Linked DNA regions of Sus scrofa: regions 1 and 3 are each linked to region 2. Evidence: chromatin contacts called from public Hi-C and HiChIP or PLAC-seq data. All regions are on one chromosome and are shown on one strand. The core of a region is the stretch at or near the end of the contact, and the rest is flanking DNA. Distances in the headings are between cores, read along the strand shown. Region 1 holds the start of RGS9BP (regulator of G-protein signaling 9-binding protein). Region 2 holds the start of PDCD5 (programmed cell death protein 5). Region 3 holds the start of TDRD12 (putative ATP-dependent RNA helicase TDRD12).

The links. A called contact is a pair of places that touch in the nucleus more often than the background predicts. HiChIP or PLAC-seq counts read pairs in DNA pulled down with a chosen protein or histone mark.
Region 1: a contact with region 2 is called in a Hi-C map of skeletal muscle, with 4 times the contacts expected there. The contact joins the promoter of RGS9BP here to the promoter of PDCD5 in region 2. A contact is called at or near these places in 3 of 47 Hi-C or Micro-C datasets (heart right ventricle, liver and skeletal muscle) and 2 of 2 datasets of contacts at active chromatin or transcription factors (alveolar macrophages and skeletal muscle).
Region 3: a contact with region 2 is called in an H3K27ac HiChIP or PLAC-seq map of skeletal muscle. The contact joins the promoter of TDRD12 here to the promoter of PDCD5 in region 2. A contact is called at or near these places in 1 of 5 promoter capture datasets (fetal liver), 3 of 47 Hi-C or Micro-C datasets (adipose tissue, blood and omental adipose tissue) and 1 of 2 datasets of contacts at active chromatin or transcription factors (skeletal muscle).

What each region holds. Positions count from the first base shown.
Region 1 is chr6:42,557,535-42,561,341 of Sscrofa11.1, reverse strand. RGS9BP (regulator of G-protein signaling 9-binding protein) reads right to left here and starts at 1,283. Exons shown (of 2, transcript XM_021094272.1): 1 at 1,148-1,283; 2 at 1-561. The coding sequence starts at 374. It overlaps ANKRD27 (ankyrin repeat domain-containing protein 27), which reads left to right and starts at 1,416. Exons shown (of 28, transcript XM_021094271.1): 1 at 1,416-1,572.
Region 2 is chr6:42,481,553-42,485,182 of Sscrofa11.1, reverse strand. It overlaps PDCD5 (programmed cell death protein 5), which reads right to left and starts at 1,530. Exons shown (of 6, transcript XM_005655804.3): 1 at 1,350-1,530; 2 at 364-401. The coding sequence starts at 1,415.
Region 3 is chr6:42,587,379-42,590,925 of Sscrofa11.1, reverse strand. TDRD12 (putative ATP-dependent RNA helicase TDRD12) reads right to left here and starts at 1,342. Exons shown (of 33, transcript XM_021094274.1): 1 at 1,152-1,342. The coding sequence starts at 1,175.

The DNA of each region.
Region 1 (3,807 bases), core at 34-2,533, 76 kb before region 2:
GCTACGCCCGTCGCGCCGCCTTCCATCCCGGTGCGCACGAGCGGCCGCCGCGGCGCGTGCAGAGGAAACTCGGTGCCCAGGGCCAGCGCACGCCGCATGTCAGCTTCCAGGAGGTCCAGGCAGCCGGAGAAAGCCACCCAGAGGCGCTCGAACTCGGCGCGCTCCTCTGCACCCAGGCCCCGGTCGCGCAGCGGGGCAGTCAGCTGGGCGCGGATGGTCACCGCCAGCTCCTGCGCCTTCCGTCGTGTCTTCTGCAGCTCCTCTCGTAGGTTCTGCGAGTCCGCTGAGCCGCCAATGGTCAGCACCAGGTGGTGGTAGCATGCGGTCGCCTTGTTGAGCGCGTCCAGTAGCGCTTTGCACTCCTCCTTCGCCATGGCGCTGCTCTCCCGCGCAGCCCAGCCGCCTGCGCCCCTCTCAGCCTCACGTCCTCACCGTAGCAGGACGCAGCCAGCCCCGACGGCGTCTCCGGGCCGGGCGGCCCGCGCACTCCTCATGGCTTGAGGGGAGCTTGGCGCGGCAGCTTCGGTCGACAGAGCCACTCAGGACACACGACGTGCGCTTCTGCGGGTTGGCGCGGAGAGGGAGCCCTGTTAGCAGTCTACCGCCCGCTACATCTTCCCCAGGTGCCCTCCTAGTTACACGCCCAATCTCTGCGCAGCCATCGCCTCCATAGTAGCCACCTGCGAAGTCCAAGTTGCGGTCCCCATCCTCCTCCAGTACCCTAGCCAGGGCTAGCCGGCTGCGGAGCCTCGCGATCCGCCTTAGCCGCTGCTAAGGGCGGCCGGGTCGGGTTTCTTAGGATCCGCCCACCCCGCCGGTCTTCGCTAGGCGCTTCCATCCCCGGGACCAGGGATAGGCGGGGCCCCACGCGGGGAGGTCACGTGTAGGCCCCTCATCTCCCCCTTCTCCGAACCCCATTACGGTCTGGAATATTAGCACTTGACAGATCCAACCCTCTTCTATTTTGCGGAAGGGGAAACTGAGGCTCAGATTTAAAAAGGGGGGGTCTAGGTCACGCGACGTTAATGCAAGTGAAGGGGCTAGAACTCAGGGACTCTGACTCTTAGACCCTGCCAGCGACGAGAGTGGAATGCCTCGTAGGACTGGGCACCTTTATCCTCCAAAGCAAGCAGTAAAGGGTGGTCACCTGGGCGGGACGGCTCCCGGACCTCACCGTCCCGGCTCCACCGTCTTTCCCGCAGCGGAGCTTGGGCCCCACCTCTTGTGTCAGATCTGCTCTCGGCCCCGCCCCCTCCCGTTCCGGGCACGCGCAGTCGACGGCTCTGGGCTTGTCCAGCCTAAGTAGGAAGTGCTGTGAGCCGAGGTGAGCTCCACCCCCGGCTGGGCGGACTCAGTGATTGCTCTGCGCACACGTCACTCTGAATAAAGACGGCTTCTCATTGGGCTGACCAGGGGCCTTAGGCGCGGACCCGCCCAACGGCGTAGTAAGGGGGTGGGCGGTGGAGCAGAGCCGTGGCGCTGGGTGGTGGTCCCTGAGGTCCGAACCGAGGGGCCGGCAGGTGTTGGCTTCGCTCCGGGAAGGGCAGAAAGTGAAACTATGTAGCCTTTTAAGTAAGTGTCCTCCTGCCTGTCTCCTCCCGCGCCTCCCTTCCCTCCGGCTGGCTGCGCCTCCGGGCCCGGAGGCCGGGCGGGGCCCCGGAGCGGGAAGGGGGAGGGGCTCGTTCCTCTCCTCCGCCGGCGCCCCACGCTCTGCTGGCAGCCCCCAAAGCCCCGGCGCGTCGTCCGGTGGACTGCCCTTCCGCACTCTCCTCGTCCCGTCCGCAGCTCTGCCTCTCTTGTATGTTTGCGGGGCAAGGAAGGGGTGGGGTTGGCGAAGAATGCGCCCTCTGACCCCACGTCTTCAGGACAGGTCCGTAGATCCGGGATCCCGGGAGCTCAGACTTGGGGGCCGTGGGCAGGGTTGTCGCTCTCTGGAGGCGTCTGTGGTTTAAGGGAGATCTGGCCGGGCGATTGGATGGGAGGCCGTGGGTGGGGGTCCGGAACCTCGGGCCGCGGGCAGTTGTGGTACCTGGGATGATGAAAGCGCGAGGGAGAGAGGAGGGTATCCCTGCTTGCCTGCCTCATGGCGCGGGGTCTCCTCTTCCTGCCTGGTAAAGATTACTACAGGAAAACTCTTAACCACCCTGAGGTGTTCCAGACTCTGAATCTTTTCAGTTCTTTTCGTTGAAAATGGATTGCCCATAGGCGCACCAGCCAGGCCATGCCGCTCTGGCCACTAATGGGGACGTGGGCACTCCCCATCGGTGCAGGACCACCAGAGCAAGAAGCGTTTCTTCATTGAGGAGTTGGGATATTCAGGGAATGATGGGCAGGGGTGACTGTAGGGACTACTAATTTGCCATGTGGTCTGGGATTTTCCAGGTTTGTGGATTTCAGGGAGAAAGGTGTTTGTTATTGTTGTTGTGCCTCTGGCACGTGGAGGTTTCCTGGCCAGGGATGGAACCTGCATCAGGGCAGTGACCTGAGACACACCAGTGACAACTATGGATCCTTAACTGGCTGAGATGCTAGGGAACTCCAAGAGAAGCCTCTATTTTGATTAAGAAATGCACCCTCGGAGTTCCCGTCGTAGCTCAGTGATTAACGAATCCGACTAGGAACCATGAGGTTGCAGGTTCGGTCCCTGCCCTTGCTCAATGGGTTGAGGATCCGGCGTTGCCATGAGTTGTGGTGTAGGTTGCTGAAACGGCTCAGATCCCGCGTTGCTGTGGCTCTGGCGTAGGCCAGCAGTAACAGCTCTGATTCGACCCCTAGCCTGGGAACCTCCATATGCCGTGGGAGCGGCCGAAGAAATAGCAAAAAAACAAACAAACAAAAAAACCAAAACAAACAAACAAAAAAAATGCACTCTCCCACCAGCCCTAAAGAAGAGCAGATCATTAGCAGGATATTTATGTTTTTAGGCTGCCTTGCCCAGCCTGGTGTTGAGGTAGCCGTAGGAGTCCAGAGTGCTGGGCTCAGGGCTCACTCTCATTCAGCAGTTTGTCCTTTAATCAGTTGTTTGGATGGCAATTTGTGGCCAGGGTTAGGTGGTACTCTGGCCCTTGGACATTCTTCTTTTCTTTTCCCTTTTTTTTTTTTTTTCTTTTTGGCCATACCTGAGGCATGTGGAAGTCCTGGGGCCAGGGCTCAAACCCACCACACAGCAGTGACCAGAGCCATTGCAGTGACAGCACTGGATCCTTAACTGGCTGCGCCACAAGGGAACTCCACTTGGCCGTTCTTTGCGGTGGACGGTCTCAGGCATCTATGGGCCAAATGGGGCCTTGACAGAGGAAGAGTCATTTTTAGGACAAAATGGGTAGACGGAAGGAGAGCCTGTCTCTTTGGGGAGCTCTGGGGACAGCTGAGGGAGGTGAGGCTTGCAGAGGCGGGCAGAAGGCCAGGAGTGAGAGGTTCTCTGTGCCAGGCTGAGAAGTTGAGAGTTCATTTGGTTGGGAGTGGAAGGGAAGTCTGAAGACTCCTGCACAGATTGCAGTGTTGGAAAGCTCACTTTGTTGTCTTCCAAGTGGACAGGTTTCCTGGGGGTCAGGAGGCAGGCCCTGTAGCCCTCAGAGGGGGAATGGCAGGATGGGAATGGGAGTAGATATTTATTCTAGGCTCTAGTAGGAGGAAAATGGTTGGGGCTCTGAAGCTGGGGAGACACCTTGGGTGAGCTCTCCTCACCTTGGCTTGTCACCTGAAATAATCCCACCTGCTGGTATTGCTGGGAGAGCAGCAGTAGTGTCTGCATAGGGCCCCTGGTCAAGGTCCTGATTGTGCCTCCTGGTGACACTGGGACTGTGT
Region 2 (3,630 bases), core at 281-2,780:
GTTAAGGATCCAAGGATCCAGCTTGGCTACTGCAGTGGCTTGGGTCACTGCTGTGCCACAGGTTCAGTCCCAGGCCAGGGAACTTCCACATGCTGAGAGCATGACAAAAAAAAAAAAAAAAAAAAGTTTAAAAAATACTGTGTATTTGAAAGTTGCTAAGACAGTAAAAAAAGTTCTCATCACAAGAAAAAAATTATATGTATGGTAATAGATGTTCACTCGACTTATGGGGGGATCATTTCACAATATATACAAACAGGAAATGATTATGTTGTACACCTAAAACTAATGTTGTGTCTATTACTCGTTAACTTAATTTAAAAGGAGCTACTACATTAAAAAACTCAAAGTTCCAGCTCATACCTGTGCTTTGCTTCCTGTTGTGCTGCATCACCAGGATCCTGAAAAAATAATTTTATCTTTTAGGAATTTCACGGAGGAAGAAAAATAGGAACTGTTTGTTATCTCATAGAGGGGAGAAAAAAAAAACAAAACAGGAACGGTTCTAGATTGTTTCTGATGCCTAACAGGCTCCTGCGGTGGTAGAGATGGCAATAAATATAAAAAATAAAACAATAAAATAATAAAGCTTAGCTTCCACTTACTACACGTTCTGATAACCTTCTAAAGTCACAATCCAATAGAATGTTTTAGGATACAAACAACCATTAGGGAGAAGAGCCTCTGTACTATGAAACCGTATTTCATGTGGTAAGGATAATTTCTGGAAAGGAAAATTGTGATTTGGTATTGGGGACGTTGATAATTCAAACAGCGCTTCCTTCCAGACCATCCCGCTCCATCCCTAAAACGCTACTCCCCCCCTCTTTTCAAGATTAAGGCGTTTTAAAAACGGTACTAGAGTTCAGTGTCTGGCTCCTCCCTGGACCCGTCCCTGGGCCCGCTACAGCTTCAGCACCTGGCACAGAGCAGACCCTCAAAAAATGTTTGTCGAGCACTTGGGTCGGAAAAACTGAATTCTAGAAAATATTCGGCTAGAAGGGCTAGATTCAAGGCTAGATTCAAGAGCTAGAGGCACCGAACCCCGACGGGCTGAGCATTCTGCTTGGGACCAATGCCGGCCCTGAGGAGACCGACTCCCTGCCCAGCAGAGGCCTGCGCCAGACCCGCCCGGGACAACACGTGGTCCGCGTGCCGCCCGAACCCCTGTGCCGCGGAGTGGAGCCGAACCACCCCGGAGTCCGCGGGTGAGCGGAGGCGGGGTCCTCGGCCCCTGGGAAGAGCGCGGGCTGCGGCGCCTGCAGCCTCCGCCCGGGGCCGCGCCCTCCGCTTCGGGCGAGGGCGGCGCCCCGCAGGGGACGGGCCTGGCGGGCGGCCGGCGCGCTCACCCCATGCTTCGCCTGCAGCTCGGCCAGCCTCTGCTTCCTCAGCGCCTCGAGCTCCTCCTCAGCCATGGTGCGGCCGTCCCGGGCGAGCAGCCGCAACCACGCTTTGGCCCACTCAGAACTCCGGCTGCCCCTCGGCGCGCGCGCGCGGCCCTCACCACTGCGCAGGCGCCCGCAGCGCCCAGGCATCACCAATCCAACCCGAAGCCACGCCTCCAGCCCCAGCCAGGGCGCGGGGAGAGGCCCGATTCCACGATCGCAGGCGGTGAGGCACCGGGCAGAATCGCTGCGCGGGGCATTCCTTCTCCGGTCCCACGTCTCTTCTGCAAATCTGTGCTCTACGCGTGCCGGCCCCGTCCGAGCTAGAATCCGGCCCCTTGCAGGGAAAGATAATAACCTAGAAACAGGCCATCATCAACAAGCGTAATAGTGGGTAAAATTTGTTGGTGGCTTACAATGCGCTAGGCTCCTATCATCTCCATCAGATAAGGATCCGGGCGCTTAGAAAGGAGTGATGGAAAGGTCCTAAACCTGGATGGTGGTGATGGTTGCACAATTGTTAAATTTGCTCAAAAATATTAAATTTACATTTAAAATAGGTTGGGGGGCGCTGGAGCAAGTAAAGACTCCCTGGTCACCTTGCTATTAAGAAGCCAAGAGTTCCCACTGTGGCGCAGTACGTTAAGCATTCGACTGCAGCGCTTGGGGTGGCTGCTGAGGCCCAGGTTTGATCCCTGGTTGGGGAACTTAAATATGTAGCTTAAGAAAACCCAACAAACAAAAGGAGTTAAAACAGGCCTTACCTGAGAGGTTGGAGGAGGGGCTGTGGGATGTGGTGGTGTGTGGAATGTGGTGTGAACTCTGGTACACGCCTGACACTCCTCCCACCAACACACACACACACACCTCCCTGGAGGTAAAAGCAGGCCTTTGGAGTGGAGAAGTTGGTGGCATGTGTTGTTTTTTTCAGTTGTGGCAATATATAAAATTGACTATTTGAACCATTTTTAAGGGCGCAGTTCAGGAGTGTTAAATACATTCACCTTGTGTAATCTTTAGAACTCTTTTCATCTTGTAAAACTGAATCCATACCCTATAAATAACAACTCCTCAATCCTTTCTACCTTAGCCCTTAAACCATTCTATGAATTTGCCCATTGTAGGTACCCCCATAAGTGGGATCATACAACGTTTGTCCTTTTGTGACTAGATTATTTCCTCCATGTTGTAGCATGTGTTAGCATTTTCTTCCTTTTTAAGGGTGAATAATATTTTGTTATATATATTTTTTTAAAACACATTTCCTTTATTCATCACTCGAGGTGTTTCCTCTTATTGGTTCTCGTGAATGATGCTGTGGTGAACATTGACACATAACTCTTGGGTATAAAGAATTCATGTGCTTTGAATTTGACATTCTTAACCATTAAGGATGGCTTCTCTTTAATATGCGAACAGACAAGATTTTTGCGGGGAGAGATTGTGAAAATGGCAGTCTGGAGTCTTGTCTTCTGTTTCAGGGTGTCATGTTTTGAGATCCACTGTGGACAGTCATGCAGTGGGTGATGTGATGGGTCCTGTGACTCCCACTCACACAGGTCAGCCTTGGGTGGGGAGGAGACAGCCAGGTCAGCAGACACAAGGATTCTAAACTCATTCCCTAGATCAAAAACATGTTCTCAATGAATCAAATATTTAAAAGTTTAAAAGTTAAATTAGGAGTTCCCGTCGTGGCTCAGTGGTTAACGAATCCGACTAGGAACCATGAGGATGTGGGTTCGATCCCTGGCCTTGCTCAGTGGGTTAAGGATCCGGCGTTGCCATGAGCTGTGGTGTAGGTCTCGGACAAGGCTCGGATACCTAGTTGCTAAGGCTCTGGCCTCTGGCATAGGCCGGCAGCTACAGCTCCAATTTGACCACTACTAGCCTGGGAACCTCCATATGCCAAGGGTGCAGCCCTAGAAAAGACAAACAAATAAAACAACGATAAATTGGGTTTTTTTTGTCTTTTTGCTATTTCTTTGGGCCGCTCCCGCGGCATATGGAGGTTCCCAGGCTAGGGGTCGAATCGGAGCTGCAGCCACCGGCCTATGCCAGAGCCACAGCAACGCAGGATCCGAGCCGCGTCTGCAACATACACCACAGCTCACGGCAACGCCGGATCGTCAACCCACTGAGCAAGGCCAGGGACTGAACCCACAACCTCATGGTTCCTAGTCGGATCCATTAACCACTGCGCCACGATGGGAACTCCAATAAATTCTTTATGTAGTTGTGTGACTAT
Region 3 (3,547 bases), core at 93-2,592, 110 kb before region 2:
TGTTGTTGTTATTGTTGTTGTTGTTGTTGCTATTTCTTGGGCCGCTCCCGCGGCATATGGAGGTTCCCAGGCCAGGGGTTGAATCGGAGCTGTAGCCACCGGCCTACGCCAGAGCCACAGCAACGCAGGATCTGAGCCACGTCTGCAACCTACACCACAGCTCACGGCAACGCCAGATCGTTAACCCACTGAGCAAGGGCAGGGACCGAACCGACAACCTCATGGTTCCTAGTCGGATTCGTTAACCACTGCGCCACGACGGGAACTCCTCATTTTTTTTTTTAACTTATTTACTTATTTGGACACACCTGGGGCATATGGAAGTTCCCAGGCCAGGGATGGAATTCCAGCCACAGCTGCAGCAACGCCAGATCCTTAACCCACTGCGCCACAGCTTGAACTATGTTTTTTGTTTTCTTTTTACAGTTATTTGTATTTCCTCTTCCCAGGATCCCAAACCCACCCCTTTGCATGGTTTGTAAACGCCTTCCTCGAAGTATGCATGTGAACACCAAGCCTTTGCAGTCTCAGGCATCATTAAAGAGCACGCCCCTTGACTCAAATAAGCAGCAACAGCTGTCGGGACCGCTTCACAAGTCCCCGTCTGGGGCGAGACCCCGCCGCCCTCGCGGGGCTCCGAGCACGGTGCGAGCCCCGAGGCGCCCCGCGTGGAGAAGGGGTGGCCGCCAGAGTCCGGGCGGTCAAAGCCGGCAGGGGTCCCCACGAGGGAAGCCGGGACGGGCCGAGTGTTCGGAGGGGAGATACAAGTCACCCCCAGCCCTGGCCAAAGGGGTTGGGGGTCCACGCTGGGGGAGAGGAACACGTCCCCGGCCGGGGAGGGGGGATGCGGAGGGTGGCGAGGGGGTCCTCTCTTAGCACGGACCCAGGACCAGGTGTGTGGGCGAAGAGGTCAGAATCCGTTCTCCCTGGCCACTCCCGAGGTTCTAAACACAGGACACCTAGTTACACCTTAATTTTGGAAAACAACGAGTAACTTTTACTCGAAGCATGTCCCAAATACCGCACGGGGCACCTCGAACTAAAACTTCCCGTTGTTTATCGGAAATGAAGGGGGCTGCGGTCTCTTCCCGACGCGGACCCAGCGCGGGGAACGAGTGAAAGGCCGGGCCCGGGGCTCCGCGCTCGCTCACCTTCAGCACCAGCACCTCGAGCATCTTCCTCGCGCCAGGCTGGCCGCCCGGGGCCTGGTCCCCCCGTCGCTAGGAACTTTGCGGGAGAAAACGGAGTCCCGGGCAAGGCCGCCTCCCCGGGACCGCGCCTCCTCCCCGGGTCCGCACCGCGGAGCCTGCGCGCCCAGTCAGCGCGCCGACCCCCGAGCCAGGACGCCGCCGCCGCGGGCGCGCTCCGCTCCGGCCCCGCGCCCCCGCCGCCCGACCAAGCCTCGAGGCTTCCGGAAAGCCACGCGCTGCACCAACGGCCTGGACAACGGTCGCCGCCAGAAGCACAAGGCCCTGGGGGGTCCGCGGGGGCGGAGCTTCGGGGCGGGGCGGGGGCGGAGCTTCGAGGGGCAGGGGCGTCACGTGGCTCGCTCCCGGGTCCGCGCCACTTCCGAGCGCCCAGGGATGCGAGGGGCCCGGCGGCTAGCCGCCTGGTAGGGCGGAGTGGCTGCCTGCGAGGCCCATGCCCTCTGACTCCTTCTTGGTCATCACAACCCTGTGGGTGAGGAAGCGTCCCTGACCCTGGCTTTCTTGAGCTCCAACCTCTACTTTCTGGAAAGGCTCTGGGTCCCTGTTCTCCTCTTACCTGGACCTCAAAGGTCTTACGGTTACTTCTTGGGACCGTCAAAGGTCGCAGGCTGCAGCCTCATGGACCAGGTCCTGGCCAGGACTTCTATTTTGTTATTGATTGCTGAAGTTCCACAGGGTTTTCTAAATTTTCACTTGTGGTTTCTCACCTGAGAAGTGGGACTCAGAGATTGCCTCTCAGAATTAGATGAGGTTGTACTGTGAAACAGGACACAGGAGAAGTGTAAAGGAGAGTTAGCTTTTGTTACTATCTCGGGACTCTCTCTCCAACATTTGAATAAACTGACAAACAAGAAAGTGAATATTCCTTTAAAATCAAAGGAACCACAGCTTGGAAAATGTGCTGGGCCTAGGTGGTTTTCCGGGTGAATTCTTTCAATATTTTAATTGCGAAAAAAACAATGTCTTAAGCTCCCGGCAAAATGTTAATTTGCTAATAAAGGAGCCAAGAAGATGGCACAAAAAATGCACCAGTTTAGAGCATTGCAATCGTGAGGTTATATATTTGGGAAACAATGTTCACATAAGTATCCAGTCTTATATTGTTTGCTTTCACAAGGTCCAGCAAACATGTGCTTAAAGTCTCAGGCAGGAAGGTTGGAGAGGAGATCTGTGTTGACTACCCACTGGGGGAAAACACAGCTTAAAGTACAGGAAGTTCACCTGTTACTGAATTGGATTAACCAAGCCTCATCCCCAGGCAGACATCTGCAAAGGCCAAATCACCTGAAAGCTCCAGAGCTTGTCAAAAAAAAAAAAAAGATGGGAAACAACTCAGGCAAATTTAAACAGGAGGCCCCCGAAGCAGTTTCTAAGCCCCAGAGAACATGCAGAGTACAGCCCTCTCCTAGTTCTTAGTGTGGGGTCAACACTTCTTTTTCCTTTGACTAGATGCCATGCTACAATATGGTGTTTCTCAAACTTTTTCACAGCATGGCTCACAGAAAATGAAAATATATATCACACTGGGATAAAGAGTCAAGACTGGAGTTCCCACTGTGGCAAAGTGGATTAAGAATCTAACTGCATTGGCTCAGGTTGCTGTAGCAGCAATAGTTGATCCCCAGCCCAGTGCAGTGTGGTTAAAAAGGATCTGGTGTTGCCAGCTGCAGCTTAGGTTACAGCTGGAGCTGGGATTCAATCCCTGGCCCGGGAACTTCCATATGCCAAGGGTACAGGCATTGAAAAAAGGAAAAAAAAAAAAAAAAAAAAAAAAGGAAAGGATGGAGTTCCCGTTGTGGCTCGGTGGTTAACAAATCTGACTAGGAATCATGAGGTTGCGAGTTTGATCCCTGGCCTCGCTCAGTGGGTTAAGGATCTGGCATTGCCATGAGCTGTGGTGTAGGTTGCAGATGCACCTCGGATCCCCGTTGCTGTGGCTCTGACGTAGGCTGGTGGCTACAGCTCTGATTAGACCCCTAGCCTGGGAATCTCCATATGCCGCGGGAGCGGCCCTAGAAAAGGCAAAAAGACAAAAAAAAAAAAAGAGTCCAGACTGCTGCAATGGGAGCTCACTGCATGGGGCTCTAGCCTCCTTGAGGCTGCAAGGAGTCCATATCTGAACCTGTCCCCCCTCCCCCCAAATAGTGGGAAGCACTTTTTTTTTTCAATTTGGGGGCTTTTTTTTTTTTTTTCATTTTTTTGCTTTTTAGGGCCGCACTTGTGGCATATGGAAGTTCCCAGGCTAGGGGTTGAATTGGAGCTACAGCTGCTGACCTACACCACAGCTACAGCAATGCCAGATCCAGGCTGCATCTGCAACCTACACCAAAGCTGACTGC